Regions from separate parts of the Capra hircus genome. Here region 2 is linked to region 1. The links are chromatin contacts, called in public Hi-C maps. All regions are on one chromosome and are shown on one strand. Each heading gives the region's core, a stretch centred on a gene start, on an enhancer-like site or on the middle of the called end of the contact. The rest is flanking DNA. Distances are from core to core; before and after follow the strand shown.

What was found. Hi-C and Micro-C count contacts between places; a contact is called where the count stands out from the background.
Region 2: a Hi-C map of liver shows a contact between it and region 1, with 4 times the contacts expected there. The contact joins the promoter of RNF7 here to the enhancer-like site in region 1. A contact is called at or near these places in 3 of 5 Hi-C or Micro-C datasets (blood and liver).

Annotation. Positions count from the first base shown.
Region 1 is chr1:126,596,749-126,599,538 of ARS1.2, reverse strand. All of the region lies in intron 1 of ATP1B3 (sodium/potassium-transporting ATPase subunit beta-3), which reads left to right. Among named protein-coding and RNA genes, the nearest start is that of ATP1B3, 10 kb to the left of the region's middle. Within about 2 kb of position 1,403, at least 1 of the 5 cell types and tissues checked has an H3K27ac peak or open chromatin away from gene starts, as enhancers often do.
Region 2 is chr1:126,750,963-126,753,752 of ARS1.2, reverse strand. RNF7 (RING-box protein 2) reads left to right here and starts at 1,363. Exons shown (of 3, transcript XM_005675493.3): 1 at 1,363-1,644. The coding sequence starts at 1,477.

The DNA.
Region 1 (2,790 bases), core at 154-2,653:
TTCTGTATCTTGATAGCAGTTTGTATCATAGAGGTGAATGCATTTGTCAGAAATCCATGTCATAGTACTTTGGAGATTCGCATATTTCACTGGATGTAATTTTTCCCTCTGTTTTTGGTTAATATGCATGTTGAAGTGTTCAGGGGTTAAGTGTACTAACATCTACAACTGCATAACAAAATAGATGGTAATTATTGAAAAGATAGATAAATATAGTAGATTGTCTACTTATATAGAATCTAGGTGAGGTTTATGCATGTTCACTTAATTCTTTTAAAAATTGTACTTGTTTAAATAAATATTATTACAAATTTAACAATCTTTTATACAGTGTTCCTGACCACTTATCTCGAAGTATATTGAATAACCCATCATTTCCTCACTGATTTGAAATGCCAGCTTTTTTACATGGATCCTTTCTTGGATATTGTGTTTTGTTACTAATTTATATCTTTGTTCCTTTGTCATTATCGCATTATAATATGTAAGTTCTATGTAAGCATTTGTAAAATAAAATATAATGTGTGAGACTTGTGTAACTACTGGCTGTTTAGTTTTGGTGTCTGGAGAGTGCTAGCCTTAAAAAGATTTAGGTAACGTATGGAGCATCCAAAAGAGATAGCTTATGTGTAGAAAAAGAATCTATTTCTTGAAAACTGGGAAGACTAACTAAAACCATTTGGATGTGGTATCTCTTTTAGGAATAGAGCTCTGTTTATTGTTTTGTAAAAACTTCTGATTTGCAAATGTTTATTTTCTCATAAAACGATATATTTCCATTTATTCTCAAGTTTACTAGTTGGAAACTGGTTTTATTGATCAAATTAAATGCATTTGTTTCCATTAACTTGTGATGGTATCTTAAATCTCTCTTACTTTCCCTTGAATTTATTTTAGTCTTGAGTTTAAACCTGACTTTTTGGTTAGTCTTGGGGTTTGTTTAGTGAATTCATATAAAGCCATGGGTTTTCCTCTGTGTTCTGCTTTGACTGCATTCTTGTTTTGTATTTTGAATATTTCATGTTTTGTTGTCTTTTTAATTCAAAGCTTATGTACAAGTCCACTTTGTAAATGTTTGTTACACTTTCTTTGTTGCATTTGGTACTTTATTGGATTAGTTTTTTCCTCAGATATTTGGTAATTATTGGTTCTCTGCACCTCCTGTTTGTATTTAGACTTTCCTGTCACAGCATTCAGGGATGAGGCAGAAGTACCCAAGAAAATTGGTCGAGGTATGGAGATTCCCTCCACTCCTTGAGGTTTTTACCAACCCATCCAATACCTTGGCCAGTTTTTAAATCCCAGCCTCCCCGCACTCCCCCTGTCCATGCTCCCTGCTCCTGTTAAAGAGTAGATGGTGCTGCTACTGTTGGTAGTTGATGGGTACCAAGGTTGGCGGGGGGGGGCGGGGGTGTGTGGGGCGGGTGTGTGTGTGTGTGTGTTTGTGTGTAGTTGCTGGGCACCAGGGCTGTGTGTTGGGGGAAGGCACAAAGTTACACTCACCTGGCTGCTCCTGCTGTGGAGTCATCTAGTCTTTGGCGCAGAGTGCCCTCCTGTTCTCCATTTTGGTGAGCCAACTTGCTTTTTTCTGGGAGTCCTTCTCTGATGAAATCCATTCCTTCCTCTTCCTGTTAGAGACAGTTAATTCTTTCTCTTTGTTTATATGTCTGTTGCTTGTAACTGGACTCTTGGAGAACAGGAACAGATACCTTATTCCATGTAAATTTTTGTTACCCGAAGTAACACAGAATGCTTCCATGATGCACTTTAGAGAAGGGGAGTTGACTGCAAAAAGTAATAGCTTGAGGCTCCCAGCGAGAGCAGACCAGGTAAGGTGCCACGTGGAGAGGTACTGGTCTGGGTGTTTCTCTTATTGGTAGGTTAGTCTTAGGCGATTTATTTAATCTTGTTTAATATTTTTTATACTACCATATTTTTAAAATAAATATATAACATTTGAGTGTATATGTATATACACACATGTATTTTTTTTTTCACACATGTATTTTTAATTGTAGAAATAGTTCGCAGGCAAAAGAAGAACGGGCAGCACAGGATGAGATGGGTTAGATAGCATCACTGATTCAATGAACATGAATTTGAGAGATCTCCAGGAGATAGTGGAAGAGCCTGGTGTGCTTCAGTCCATGGGGTCACAAAGAGTCTGACCGGACTTAGCGACTAAACAACAGCAATGTGCTGATTAGTTTAAGAAAATTATTTCAGTGAGGAACAGATGATTTTTAAACAAGTGGTCCTGGGACAGCAGGATATCGATACGCAAAACAGTGTAATTGAATTCTTCCTTTGCTGTTGTTTAGTTGCAGTGGTTTTGGAGCCCAAGAAAAGAAAATCTGTCACTGCTTCCACTCCCCCCACCCCCCAAGCCTATTTTATTTGCCATGAAATGAAAATAATAAGACCAGATGCCATGAACTTAGTTTTTTGAATGTTGAGTTTTAAGCCAGCTTTTTCACTGTCCTATTTTCACCCTCATCAATAAGCTCTTCCGTTCCCCTTCACTTCCTGCTCTTAGAGTGGTAATATCTGAGGTTGTTGATATTTTCTCCTGGCAGTCTTGATTCCAGCTTGTGCTTCTTCCAGCCCGGCATTTTGCATGATGTACTCTTTAGCAGGGTGACAGTATACAGCTGAGATGTACTCCTTGATGTACTTCCCACTTTGGAACCAGTCTGTTGTTCCATGTCCAGTTCTGACTGTTGCTTCTTGACCTGCACACAGGTTTCTCGGGAAGCAGGTCAGGTGGTCTGGTATTATCATCTCTTTAAG
Region 2 (2,790 bases), core at 114-2,613, 150 kb before region 1:
GACCCCGTGTCCATATTTGTATCGTTACACATTTAATGCCTCCCTGACTCCTCTGCCAGATTTCTGAAGTTTGGTTAGCCTAGACCCAGGGCCACCAGGCCTGACACCAGGAGATGAGGGAATGAGACCCTCATCATTAAAATAAAAAGGGGTGAGAAGCTCTGAGTCCTAATCCTGACACAGCAGGTGGCCACCACTAGGTGGTAGTGTGGCCAAGCATCTTCCGGTCTCCGTGCCTCAGCTTCGGTATCTTTTAAAAGATGTTATCTGCTTTGCTTGGGAAAACATAACATGACCCTGGGCTAGTAACAGAAGAACCTTAGTTTCCACTGTCACCTTCTCAGAATAGCAGAATTACTTTTCTGAATTACTATAAATTACTTTTGGGGACTTCAGTATTCCTACACATAAAAAGTTAAACTAGATTTAAGTTTCTTAGAGTGTGGTCTCCAGGGTTCCTGGAATTCTTTCAGGGGACCAACAAGGTCAAAACTATTTACATATTTACATAACAGTATTCATAGCTCTGAGCTTCCCAGGTAGCTCAGCTGGTAAACAATCCGCCTGTAATGCAGGAGACCTCGGTTGAATTCCTGGGTTGGGAAGATCCCCTGGGGAAGGGAATGGCTACCCACTCCAGTATTCTTGCCTGGAAAATCCTATCGACAGAGAAGCCTGGCGGGCTACATACAGTCCATGGGATCTGCACAGTCGGACACGACTGAGCGACTAAGCACAGCACAGCACACATAGCTATTTCTCTTCATTCTCTCTTGTGAGTGTACAATATTGGTATTCTAAGGATAACTTGTAATGGATTTCTTACTGTTTTGAAGTGAATTAATATAGTCACATTTCCCCCGTTTTCTTAAAAAGGAAATATATATGTATAAGCGTGTATATGTACACATCCATCCTACACAAACAAAAGTTCTTAAATGTCCTTAAGTAATTTTTAAGTGTAAAGGGGTCCTGAGACCAAAATATTTGAGAACTGTTGAACCAGATTCCAAGCTCGTCATTCATTCCCTCAACATATAACTGTCCCTCCCGAGACAGCATTTCTTAACGAAGGAGATGATCAAGAAATAGTCCCCGCTCCCCCCAGGGCGTTTACATTTGAGAAGGACGAATATATCAACAAGACAACTTCTAAAAGCGGTGTCATGAAGACATAAAGCAGGACACGTGTCTCCCCCGCGCAAGGGTCGGCCCGGGGTCCCTCACCCCGCTGAGCTGGCCGGGCGTTGGGGACGGGAGTACCGAGAACTAGGACACCGGGAAGCCGCTGGTGCCGGCGTACGGTGACGTCACTGGGGCGCGCCAGCCAATCACGGGCGCCCCCCGGTCCTAGACCCCCGCGGCGGCCCGTGGCCTGCGGGCGGCGCTGTGGCCCGTCGGACGGCCCCACGGAGCCGCCATAGCCGCCCGCCTCCCAAGACCTAACGTCTCCGTCGCCGGCTCCGCGCCGCCGCTATGGCCGACGTGGAAGACGGTGAGGAACCCTGCGCCCTGTCCTCTCACTCGGGGAGCGCAGGATCCAAGTCGGGCGGCGACAAAATGTTCTCTCTCAAGAAGTGGAACGCGGTGGCCATGTGGAGCTGGGACGTGGAGTGCGATACGTGCGCCATCTGCAGGGTCCAGGTGATGGGTAAGCGCAGCAGGCGAGGCCCCGGCTGTGCTGCGGCCTCCGCAGGCCCGGCTTCGGGCGTGGGGGGAAGGACCAAACCTTGGAGAGACCGTTCCGGGAGGAGTAGGGGCGGGATCGCCCTGCCCCGGCCCCGGGAGACCGCGGGCCACGCCCGAGCTGCCGCTGATCCGAGGGCTGAGGCCGCTGCCAGGGGCCGAGGGGTCGTTCAGCGGCGACCTGTGCCGGGGACGGGTATTCTGGGGGAAAAGGGGGGTAGCAGGCAGGACAGTTAAACAAGGTCATTTCCAGTAGTGATCAGTGTGATCACGACAATAAAAGTAGGTGATTTGACGGGAGCTGGGAGGAACCACTTCGGTTTGTGTGGCCAGCGACCGCACCCTTTTCCGAAAGCAAACCACACAGAGGTCAAGGTCAAGGCCCTGAGTCAGAGGGTCAGTCTGATGGTTCTGGTCACACACCAAAGTGATGCTCTGGAGTCATTTCCCCCCCAAACGGCCGCTAGTCGTGCTCTGGAGAGGAGCAGGGAAGAAGAGTGTTCCTAGCCGTCCCCTTTCTGGATTGGCTACTGTTCTGCTGGCTTTTAAACCTGGATGATTCAAGATTGGTCAGATCGCACTCGGTTGGCTAGAACTAGAAGAATGTAAACCCTTTTATTCAGAGACGTGAAGCTTCATCTCTTTACTGGCCACTCCCCATCCTAGCATGCAATTTCTTGGAGAAGGGTAGTGCCCTCAAGTCTGGCCTTTCTGGAAAGCCCTCTTTTGCAAACTTGTTACTTCTTTCTATGATATTTTTAATGAAAATATTGGACCAAATGAAGCCTTTCAGAACAGCTTCATCTCGTTGTGTTTTATATGGTCTCTGTTTTAAGATCTTAGACGACCTTAAAAAAGTTGCTGTTTAAATGCACGTTATATTTTTAAATAGGGCATTTAAAACTACAGCATTTAAGAGTGTCTTAAATGTCATTTCTTGAAGGTAATTGGAGAAAACTGAGGCTTATGTAGTTTGAAAACTTTGTGTCTTGCACTGAAAAACGAGACAGTTGGAGAAAATAACTTAAAAGTTGCTTTCCCTTCTTGAGCATTGAAAATTTAGACCTACCAGAAACAAGAGATTTCTCAATTTACTCTCTCTGT